2 separate regions of the Mus musculus genome follow, and region 1 is linked to region 2. The links are chromatin contacts, called in public Hi-C maps. All regions are on one chromosome and are shown on one strand. The core of a region is the stretch at or near the end of the contact, and the rest is flanking DNA. Distances in the headings are between cores, read along the strand shown. Region 1 has its middle 27 kb from the start of Gm46666. Region 2 holds the start of Fra10ac1 (FRA10AC1 homolog (human)).

The links. Hi-C and Micro-C count contacts between places; a contact is called where the count stands out from the background.
Region 1: a contact with region 2 is called in a Hi-C map of the N1E-115 cell line, with 6 times the contacts expected there. A contact is called at or near these places in 5 of 39 promoter capture datasets (embryonic stem cells, hippocampal neurons, liver and 1 more), 2 of 484 Hi-C or Micro-C datasets (the N1E-115 cell line and Sertoli cells), 3 of 130 datasets of targeted methods (embryonic stem cells and pancreatic cancer cells) and 1 of 9 other capture datasets (embryonic stem cells).

What each region holds. Positions count from the first base shown.
Region 1 is chr19:38,482,739-38,488,479 of GRCm38.p6, reverse strand. It overlaps a transcript of Plce1 not described here. Among named protein-coding and RNA genes, the nearest start is that of Gm46666, 27 kb to the right of the region's middle.
Region 2 is chr19:38,219,579-38,225,777 of GRCm38.p6, reverse strand. It overlaps Fra10ac1 (FRA10AC1 homolog (human)), which reads left to right and starts at 1,626. Exons shown (of 14, transcript NM_001081075.2): 1 at 1,626-1,816; 2 at 3,865-3,941; 3 at 6,051-6,146. The coding sequence starts at 3,865.

The DNA of each region.
Region 1 (5,741 bases), core at 2,495-4,994, 260 kb before region 2:
GTCCCAAGCACTTCTAGTTTTACTAATCTCTACCGCTATGAATTTTAAAATCATGCCCAAGCCACAACTGAAAGAAAAACCTCAAACCCTGTAAGCCAGGCAGAGTCCAGAACCAACCAGCTTGCTGAGCAGCGAACAAAGAACTCAGGCTCTGCCCTGACCTCTGAATTCATTCTGCCTTTGTGGGTGAAAAAGTGGAGACAAAAATCTCATGCCAAGAGTCTTTAACTTCCGTGAATATTATCCACCTCCCAGAGATTGACAAAAGAGGCTGGCGGGAACCCTGCAGTTCTTCCCAGCAAGGGTTTCCCTGGTGAAAAGATGATCAACAACGAAGTCTGATCTTGTTTTGCAGAATAGCTAATGAATGGGCACTTTCTTTAGAAAGATAGCTTTTGAAGCAACTCCGGTGTTATTCAAATTAAAGCTCGTTACATGATATTTTAATCCCAGACGTGTATAGCATGCTCTGGGTCACATGTGTTTTCCCCAGATGATTTTCTTTCCACTCCCTGGATTTTCCATACTCAGTAATATTATATAGTTTAAACTTACAATGAAGTCATCAAAACAGAGTCTCTCCTTGCTTCTGCCTCTTTTGATTCTGAATAAAGAACCCACACTGTTTAAATACTACAATGTAGCTAGTTGCTCCTACCAAGAAATACAAATACACAATTGCCAGCTGACTTCTGGGTGAGGGTGTACCCACAGACCCCCTTTAAAAGAGACCTTTCACAGTTACTGTGAGCGGTGGGTGGTGGAGGCTGTGGCCAGAGCACTCTCGCCACCAAGCAGAGAGATACAACAGGTCTCAGGCACACTGATAATGAACCTGGCTGACATGAACTGGCCAGTCCTATCTATTAGCCCTATGAAGATTGGCGACACTGCTTTTTTTCCCCAGGTGCTTGGCTCTCACCCTTGTGCTCCCGACCTCACTGAAGGGATACCACCATCTGGGTTGGGGGGTGGGGAGGACATTTGTAAACCTTTGCACCTTAAAGCTAGAGGGCAGAGTTTATATTATATTCCAAATTTGGAGCAGAAGCTGGGGGAGGGGGGAGCTGAAATCATCGTTGTATACTACATACCCCAGGCCCGCCAACTGGCTGGCTGGTGGGGTTCTAAGAAAGGTCTGTAACCTCTGCAAGGGGCAGCCACTGTACTTCTGGGCAGAAGACCTTGAGACCTCAGAGACCTCAGCTACCTTCACTGCAATGAAGAGAAGTTACATTCTTTTCCTGCTATACTGCTGGGTCTACAAAAGCCCAATGCTAGCTAATATGTGTTGAATTCTTACTTTATAGTAGGTGGTGTTCTCAATACTTTGTGTGAATTATCCCATTCGATTTCACAACCTGTTACATAAGTAACACTACTACCCTCCACTGTGTACACTGGGGAGTTTCAGCCACATATTTTGAAGGAGGCCACACCAGTTATTAGCAGTGGAGCCAGGATATAAACAGTCTAAGCAACTTGCCTCTAGAACCCAAACGTATAAAATGGGGATGAGGAAAAATCAAGAATTATATATTTTTTTCACATCTAAATCTGAGGATCAAAGATCAAACATAGCGTATCTTAGGATGAAATCTCTCTCTCTCTCTCTCTCTCTCTCTCTCTCTCTCTCTCTCTCTCTCTCTCACACACACACACACACACACACACACACACACACACAAATTCCTCCCTTCATATAAAATATAAGGCAGAGTCCCATATAGAAAGCAAGTAATCACAGGACCACGCAAGAGACACAGAATGAAAGGCTGAGGTCTCCACTGCTGGTGCCTCACTCATCAGACTAAGGTGCCAAACTCTCCTAGAAAACTGTTAAAAACAGACGACAAACAACAACAACAACAACAACAAAAACCCTGGTCTGAATAATTATCTCCCAGAAGCCTGGCAGCACACCATCACCAACAAAATCAAAAGAAAAGACTGCCGGTCATTGAAAGACCTAAGAGACCCTGATCCCCACCCGGACACTAAACATCTCCAGTCTGAGGAGCAAAGGGGCCGAGGGAGGTGGAATTCCGGGCTGGAAGTCTCCTTCAGAATAGGCAAATCCAATAAACAGGCAGGGGTGGGCCAGCAGAGCCTGGGCGGGGAGGGGCACCCGGGCCAGCAGCCTGTGGTGAGGAGAGAGGTTCAGCAGGAGCAGAGGTTGGGGAAGGGGTGCGTGCCTCTAGTCACCCAGCCTGTCCCTCAGGCTGCAGCTGTCAAGCACAGTGACAGAAGAATAACAAGAACTTAACAGGACTTCAAAAATCAGTGTCTGAAGGGAAAACAAAGCAGATACATGCCCTTCTCACCAAATCAAACACTGCCTCTCCCTTACACACAGAGGCAGGACTCTGCAGAAGTGCCTGCTTTGGGAACCCTGAGGCTCCCAGTGAAGAGCGCAAGGAGACTTGGACCCACCACACAGCTGTGCCTGCGATAGCCGTGGGACCCTGGGCAAGATACCTAACCAATTAGCGTCTCTGATGGGCTTCCAGGCTGGTTCTAGGGAAGAATTCATTTTCTTGCCTTTTCTCTACCCTTCAGACTGGAACCAAACTCAAACACCCACACAGGCTGTGACAATATTTCACCAGCTCTCTGCCTGCATCCTTGACCTCTTTTTACATCACCTCTCTCTACAAATAATGGCCCTCCATCTCCCTTTTATAGGGGTTGTGTGATTAGACTGAACCCACACAGAAATCCAGAATCATGTCTTACTTTAAACTCATCTGCAGGGTCCATTTGGTCATCTAAAGTGGTATATCCACAGATTCCAGAGACTCACTCTTGAGTATCCCTGACCTCCCACATACACCTCCCAAACTACAGACTTTCACAGCCAAGAAACCACAATGTTAGGAGCGAACTTGTTAGTACATGTGAGGGCCTCTGCAAAGCTGCAAAGTGCTTCAGATGAATCTTCTTACTCACGCCTCAGTGCAACCCTGAGAAATTATTTTTATTACCTTACAAAAACAATTGTTTGTCCAGGGTTATAGAACTGGCTGGGGGCAAGATTTAACCAGGTAAGTTTCATCTGAAGTCTCTGCCTTTGATCAAAGGGGTGTCTGAACATATCCTTTCAGCCATGATAACTGGTTGGGAGAAAACACAAAGAGTGTTAAGAGACTTCAAGAGGAACTTGTGTTCCCTGGCTAGAGACAGGGTCCTGCAGAGTCCTGGGAAAAAGAAACACGCAGAGAGCAGAGTACTGAGAACATATCCTCGTGTGCAAAAGAGAGGATATGCTTACCAAAAGTCAAGAAGAAACCACCGAAACCTGAGATTTCAGAGGGGAAGGAGGTATAAGAAGTCCATTCCTATCTCTAGCTAGAATAACCCCACAGCTCCATCTGACCTTATAGAACGAATTCATGTGAATTCCTGGAGAGACTTCCTATTGAGTCAGGTGGATCTGGACCCTATGAAAAGGTCTGAAAAGCCTGGGGACCCTGGTGGGACAGCAAAATGGTCCTGTCATCACTAAGCTTGCTTTACACTAAAGCTAAGCCATCCCCTGCACCACAACAGTTATGGATACGCAAGTCCCCATGTGCCACAGGATTCAACACAGTCCAGTGGTGTCTCTGGTATCCACAATGAATGACCTCTCTTCTTTCAGTTCCCATATAGCCAAATGGCTACAATTCAAGAATGGCTGGCAAACAGAGAGAAGGGTCAAACCACACAATTGTTTTGCATGCCTGATGGGGTGGCTTGAGTAGTCAAAGCTTTGAAACCTCAACCACTAAACAAGTTAGATATAGCCTTATCTGAAACTTCCCAATGAACTGAGTGAACGCTATTAAGTTTGACCCAGTTGCATGTATGGATCATGAGCTCAAAGTCAGGTGCAGGATGGCACAGAAGTCGAGGGAATAGATTCTGGAGACAGCCTGATTTGATTGAGTCTGGCTGTGACTCAAAACACATTCATCTTCTGTTACCTATATTTTCTCGTCTTCAAAATGGACTTAATAATAGAAGTCTATATTCCTCAGTAGAAACTGAGAAACTAGCCACCATGTAGAAGTCATTTTGATGGTGTCCACATAAGGTGGTGGTTCTCAACCTCCCTAATGCTGCGTCTCTTTCATTCAGTTACTCTGGTTGTGGGGACTCCCCTCAACCATAAAATTATTTTTGTTGCTTCATAACTATAATTCTGCTACTGTTATAAGAAGTAATGTAAATATTTTTGGAGACAGGGGTTTTCCAAAGGAGCGTGATCTACAGGCTGAGACCCACTGACGTAGGAGTGCATAAATCCAGTATTACATAGCTCCACTGTTCACTATTTCTGAAGTAAAGATGTATGAAGTTGTTACTAGCTAAGGAAAGGAGAGACTATTGCAAAGTCACATGAGGCCAGACCAAGTTTTGTCGCCAAACCTAAATGCACGGAAGGATACAGGTAAGGGATGATGGCTAGCACTTATGCCCTATGTCATACAAATGGAAGAAGCTAACAGATGAAGTGCTTGGCACACTGTCTAGTGTTGTTTCATCAACACAGACAGGGGATTATAAATGGGAAACTCTAAATTTACAGTTAAATTTCATTTGGAGATTAACTCTGTGGAAACAATTCTCTAGGGCAGGCATTTCTGAGATGATAGCAGGGCCCCGTGTTTGCACTGTCTACCAGCCACATGTAGCATCCAAGCACTTAGATGTGGTTAATTTCATTTATTTTAACTCATTTAAACTTAACCATATGTGCCTAGTGGCTACCATATTGACAATACAGCCACAGAGAGCTATCCTCCTGATCTGGCCCATGAAAACCTACTTAAGCCGTAACTCAACCGAATTAACTTTGAATTAACAAGCCCGAGTTCTTCATCCAGGAAGCCAAGGGGATAAGCAAGAGTCTTAACTTCCTTGCCAGGCCCCACAGCTGGTACACTTGGATGTATCCTTCCTCTTTTTCCATTCCCCATCTCATCAATCTGTAGCTCCCATCTTCTCCACCCAAGGTTCATGAAGCTACATACTTCTCTACATCCCATCAGTATCTTCCATCACTTATCAGGTAGCCCCCAAGGAAAGTGTAAGAGCTGGGACGGAAACAGTTGTCCCGTGAAGGCTGCTTGTGGAAGGCAGGGACTGCCAACACACACACACACACACACACACACACACACACACACACAGAGAGAGAGAGAGAGAGAGAGAGAGAGAGAGAGAGAGAGAACAGCCATACTTTACGAAAATGTCCCCTCTACTTAGAAAACCTTTTAATGTGCCCCAATCCCTTTCAGTTTTCCTTTATCCATTTCAAAGTTTGTAACCAACTGCACACACCATCCAAGAGCTATCCAGTATAAGATGAAAGATCAAAGAAACTTGAGACGGAGAAAAGGAAAAGAAAACCAGCCACCTTCATTGGACGCTAGCTTCGCCCCATCTGCTAAAGTATAAAATTTTTATGACAAAGGTCAAACTGGAACCCATCCAGGAGCTTGTCTTACTAGAAGGACTGGATAAAAATGTCCCTCCAGCTTAATCTCGCCTTTTACCTGGTCTGGAGCCAAAGAGGACCAGGAGGCGCTCCTAAGCAGAAAGTAAATTTCCCCCCTGGAGGCTGTAAGTGAAGGATGTATGGATGGTAAATGCTTCTCTAAATCCTTGTGGTTACATTAATTCCTCTAAAATAAAGCTTTACTTTGTACAAACCAGAGTCTTAACGTTTAATGCCTGCCCACAATTATTTCTAGAGA
Region 2 (6,199 bases), core at 377-2,876:
GCCTCTGGGCTTTGAGTTTCAATAAATGAGGAGCAAGCAGTCAAGCATCTGAATCTATGGGGCCCATTCTCCTTCAAACCCCCATAGCTGGCAAAGCTGTGGAGAGGCTTGCTGCTCTTTCCCAGGGCCAGGGTTCGGCTCCCAGTACCCACACCACTCTGTCACGCTTGTTCCAGGGCTTACCACACCGTCTTCTGTCCTCCATGTGTAATGTGACATGGAGAAGCAGGCACACACATATGACACAGAAGCAACATCTTTAAAAAATTTAAATGCAGGGCCTACAACAGCAGCACAGGGTTGTTGGAAAACTAAAAAGAAGTTAATAGATAAAAGATGTTTTTTAAAAAGGAACAAAAATGCTAATGCATGTCAAATATTGGTATACAAGAGTTTCATTTAGGCTACAGGAGTTCTTATTAGTGATAAAAGGACAAAGTATTTGGTTTTTAGATATCTATAAAAATTGACTGCTTGACAAATTAACTCAATACTTTAATAATATTAAATTATGAGGTTTCCTATTTACATTTTTAAAGGAAACATTTTTATTGTAGTATAATTCAAATGCACCTTGAAATGCATAAATTTATAATTTTGTAATTAACAAGATTGCAATCGCTGCTCTATGTAAATCAGGGTGTATCTATGATTTGCTGCCAGGAATAAAAAAAGTCTTGAACTGATTGACAGGGATATTGTTATCTACTGGTTAGGATAAAAGATTTAAAATGAACGTGTATTAAGATTCAGAGTTCTTCCTTAACATGGACCCGCTGTAAAAGTGAGAAGCATGCCAGTTCTGTTCAGCAAATGTTTTAGTAGCTCCTGTGATTTCAAAGGCACAGTGTTGGCTGCGGAGTGCGAGATGAATAACTGCTGGTATTGAAGAGAAGCAAGATCTGTACCCAGTGGAAAGAGGAATGGGACGTCACGGTGTAGGGCAAACACAATGCAGGAACAACCCAGTGGAGCTTAAAATAATTTAATTCTGGCTGCCTGAGGTGTTTTTTTTTTTTTTTTTTTTCCTTAAATTTTATATTGGATGCCCTTTCTGCGTGTGCTAGGTTGCTTATTGGCGTAGAATCTGCGACCCTGTGAAATCTTTTTCATTCCCCATTTCTTCTTTTCCTTGCCAACTCGATCTCTTCAGCCGCCAGCACTGCCTTTGGAACAGTATCTATTGTGTGGGTGGCGGAACGCGGGGAAGCTATTTCTGTTCTAATTATGAGCACTGTTTTCGTAGGGGAAAAAGAGGGGGTGATAAGGCAGATCTGAGGCTGAGCTGCTGGCTGGGCGAGGATGCTCGGTGGAGGCGTTACTAAGGTTACTAGAGAGAGGACCGCAGGTGACAGGCGGGGTTTTTCTCTATAGCAATATACATTTTCCAATGAAGGACGTGGGCTGGGCAGTGCCACATTGTACTACATATTGGATTCCCTAGAGGAAAAAGGAGATGGCCCAAAGGAAAAATGAGGGACCAAAGCAGGGAGCCTCTGCTTCCTCTTCCGGGCCTTTTCTTCCGCCGTCTTTGTTTACCCCCGAGCCATTCTGGCTGCAGCACAGAGTCGGCGCGCCGGAGAACGGTGTCTTATCGATGTGACACGCCTCTGAGCCGGGCCGGAAGCGGTTCCCAGCCGGTACCCGTAGGGCCAGGCGTGCAGCGTGCGGTGACAGTGGCGCGGGCGGCGGCGCTGCGTGGCTCTGGAGGACCGGCGCGGACCTGCAGCGGCTCGCTGAGGCCGTGGCTCGTCGCTGCAGCTGTCAGGACTCTTGGGGGCGAACTTGCCAGACAGAGAAGAGCGGAAGGGAAGGGGTGTGTAAGGAGGGCCGTGGGCGTGTTTGATCTCAGAGAGGACTTTGAAACTGGTTCTTAGTAGTTGAGTCTCATTTTTATTTTGACAGATTCGGGAGGCAGCAGATGCCCTATTCTCGAGATTTTCTTAATTCCAGTCAGTTGATAGCATGATTTGAGTGAGAGCTTTTTAGTGAAGCTACTGGGTTAAGATAGCTCAAGGGATGGATGAAGCTGCCCGAGATAAAAAGAAATGTGGCGTCGGAGCAGAGAAGAGGTGTCTGGAATGAGGGGTCAAGATGATCTACTAGTTCCAGGTTCTACTAGTTTCAGGTCTTCCTGTACTAGGTACCGTCCCCAAACTATGTAAGCTTGAGGTTTGGGCTTCTTTACATAACCTCTATGTTAACCTTTACATAAGTGGGGAAGTAGGAGACGCGTCTGTGCCAGCCAGACCTTAGATTCTGCAACTGCTCCAGGCTCCACACTGCGGTTTTCCACCATCAATATATGAAGCACGTGAGGATGGATTAGAGGGTAGTAGAATTTGAACAGCCTTGATGAGATCTGCTAAAAGGTGTGACGTCTAGGTGTATAAGGCAATGATAGCTGTCGGTCAGGAAGAACTGTGGCTTGCAAACCTATGTCTCCAAAGCTTGGCTGTTGCCTTCTCTTTAGCATTTGGTGGGATAAGGAAGAGAGGTATATACTCACACGCCCAAGTTTGAAAATGGAGTTGCAGAGACTCACAGAATTTAATGATTTGACATAGCTACCTTATTTAACAGAATGACAAACAGAAGGTAGTCAAGAACGCAGACACTGGCTATCCTAGCTGTACTTGCCAACACAGATGCTAAAGTTAATGTCTCTTTACCTGGACTGGGTCCTTTCAGCAATAAAGATTGCAACCCACCTTTACCCCTATTAATGTGTGTTACGAATTCTGTACACTTACTGACACAAATACCAAAGCTGAAAAATATTATCACTTGACCTGGACTGGCTCCTTTCAGCTGCAGGAGTTGACTATTGATGATATACAGTAGTAAAATCATCTGTACCCTTGCTCATGTGTGTTCCAAACTCTGTGTAATGCTGGAGTCAGATGCCTTTTCAGGCACAACTGACAGCTGAAGCTTTTCAGCAATTCCAAGACTATCCATCGGAAAATAATAAGACTGACTAAGCCTAGGGGTAAGGAAACTTAGCTTAAGGAGACCTCAGCTAAAACTCATGCTTAAAAATTAAGGAAAAAAAATTTAATCAGTTGATAATGTACTGTTTACAAACACTAATTCTGGCAAGTTGTGCCTAATATTCCCAAGAGATTGTTGAAACTGGGGCCTTAAGAATCAAGTAGATTAGTTTAACTACATTTTCATTCCTAAAATGCAAGTACTTATTTTTAACTTGAAAAATCATAAGCTTTATAAAAGTGCTTATCACTGTGTCTATGACAAAGTAATAATATAGTCACCCAGTGCTTAATAAGAGAGACACTTAAATACATTTCTGCAGCTCCTTCATTGTTCAAACAGCAGAGAGTATGCTTCTACAATGGTACAGCCATCAAACACCTCTACTACAGACAGCCCCCAAACTAGTATCTTTCTAGACTATGAACGTATATAGCATGTTGTTGCAATTATTACTGTAGATAAGTGTAATGGTATTTGCACAGTTAGGCATAGCTACAATGTAGAAGGTATAGTTGAAGTACTAAGCAATAATTTGTATTTTCCTCCAGTGGTCTGTCTGTGGCTGAAACATCTCTAGGGGGTGTGGGGTGTGTGGCACAAATAAAAGTGATGCACTGTTGTCCCTTGCATGGAGTCGCTTTGCAATATCCAGGCTTAGGTTTCACTGGAAGGCCAGTGACTAATGTCCTTATTCTTCTTATTTCAAAGGGATTAAAGTGTTAGGTGGCTGCGTAGACCAGAGACCATGATCTGCCCAGCATGACTTGTAAAGCTTGTGGCTGTTTAAGATCACTTAACTCTCAGTCTTGTGTTTCCTGAGTATTTGGCAGCTCGGGTCCGCACGGCTGACCTCGCACTCCTTTGCAGATGCATGGGCATGGAGGCTATGACTCTGATTTTAGTGACGATGAGCAAGGCGGAGGCTCCAGCAAAAAGAGGAAGAAGTAAGTCTGTTGATCCATAGTTCACACTGTTTCTAGACGGACATGAAGTATAACTAAATCCTGGAAAGGGTTTGGATTGACTTTGCATATGGAAACAACTGCTGTAGCAAGTGAGGGTTTATTCATTGCACTGTAATAAATGGATTTCAGTTTGGAGGTAGTTGTGGGGAAAATGAAGTTTTGTTGTGAAGGAGTTTATTGAAAGGGATAGAGGGAAAAGGAAAGATTTCTCTATTGCATGTTTTTTTTTTTTGTTTTGTTTTGTTTTTTGTTGTTTGCTTTTTCATTTGTTAAGACTGTGTGTCTGCAAATGTCACAGCTTAAAGGAGGCTTGGTTGCTGTTTGTCTTCCCAGTGAGGTGCTCGTGGAGGATGAATTGTAATTCAGAACAGTTGTAATGTTGACTTGAATGAGCAGGTCAGAGTTGGCAAGACCAAGATCCTCTAGCATACAAAGCCTGGGCTTCACAAAGAGGACACATTTTTGTTGTTGTTGTCATTTTTGTTTCCTGAGACAGTTTTATTATTTAGTTCAGGCTATCCTGGAATTCCCTATATAGCCCAGGCTGTCCTAAGACACAGTCTTCTTGGTTTAGCTTTGAAAGTGCTGGGGTTCCAGGTATGAACTGCATGTCCAGCTGGAGGCTACATCTTCACAAAATTGCTGTGTTTAGGGCCATTGTCCTTAGCTTTCAGTGCTTTGAAATGTCATGGTATGTAGTAACAGGAGGGCTTGATTCGTAGTAGCAGGACTTAGAGAAGTTGGTTTATTATCCCATAGTGAGACTGATGTGTTATCACTAACTAGGAATGAACATTTTATAAAATCGGCAGTCTTTATCAATAACAGAAGAATAGTAATAATTATAGCAATGTATGTTTTTTAGATTTCTTTCTTTCTTTCTTTCTTTTTTTCTTCCTTCCTTCCTTCCTTCCTTCCTTCCTTCCTTCCTTCCTTTCTTTCTTTCTTTTAAAAGATTTACTTATGTTGTTTATATGAGTACACTGTAACTGTCTTCAGACACACCAGAAGAGGGCATTGGATCCTATTACAGATTGTTGTGAGCCACTATGTAGTTGCTGGAAATTGGACTCAGAACCTCTGGAAGAGCAATCAGTGCCCTTAACCACTGAGCCATCTCTCCAGCCCTGTGTTGTTTTTTTTTTTTTAGATTTTCATTAAGAAACATTGCTTTCTGGTCTGGGGGGGGGGGGTGTAACTAAGTTAGTGGAATGCTTGCCTAGGATATAGGACGCCCAGGTTCAGTCCCCAGTGCTGTGTAAAACAAAGAAAAGTGACACATGCCCTTTAGAGGCAGATTAAGGAGCATCAGGAATTCAGGTTTATCCTTGCTTGTGTAGTGATTTCCGGGCTATCTTGGGCTAGTGAGGATCCTCCCTCAAAAGAAATGATTTATGAATAGAATTTGAGCAGATTTAGTTGGGTACTGTGGTCTAGGGTTCTATGTATCCATATCAGTAAGGCTGTTTGTCTGTGGTCAGTGTCCTCTATAGTCAAACTTTCCTTTCCATATTTTTTACCTGTTAAATCTTCATTATCTCTCCTTTAGAGGTAAATAACTTAGGGTGGTAAATGATCAAGTCAGGAACTGAGCTAGGAACCTGCTGCTAAGAACTAGCCATTTTCTCTTATCTTTTCCATTTTATAAGTAGTAAATAAAATGAAGAAGCAAAATGTTTCATTAAAGATCAGAGACCCATTTTAAAGTTAAGTCCTTATTTCATGTTAGTTACTTTTCTAGTTGTGAGCCTGTTACCCGACAAGAAGAAACTGAAAGATTTGCTTTTGGTCAAGATTTAAGAAGGGGTACAGTGAGAAGGGGTTCCTATGGAGGCAGGGGCATGAAGTAGCTGGTCACATTGTGTCTACAGTCAGGAGGCCGAGAGCAGATATAAAGTGAGGCCGGGTTATAAAATGTCAATCCATCTGCAGTGATCCACTTCTTCCAGCAAGGCTCTGCCTTCCTAAGACAGCTGAGGCAGAGGTCACTGGCAGAATACCTGTCGAGCTGTCACAAACATGGGAAGAGTTAGACAGCATCCTTCAAGAAAAATTAACTTTTAACACTTTTTTTTTTTACTACACCAGGACAGTCGAAGATGAGTTGCTGCTTACAAAACCGTTTCAAAAAGAAAGGCATGGAAAGGTGGCCCATAAACAAGTCGCCGCAGACTTGCTCGACAGGTGTGGCGCTTTGGTGCTATGACGGACAGCCTTTGCGTTAAGCTCTTTTATAA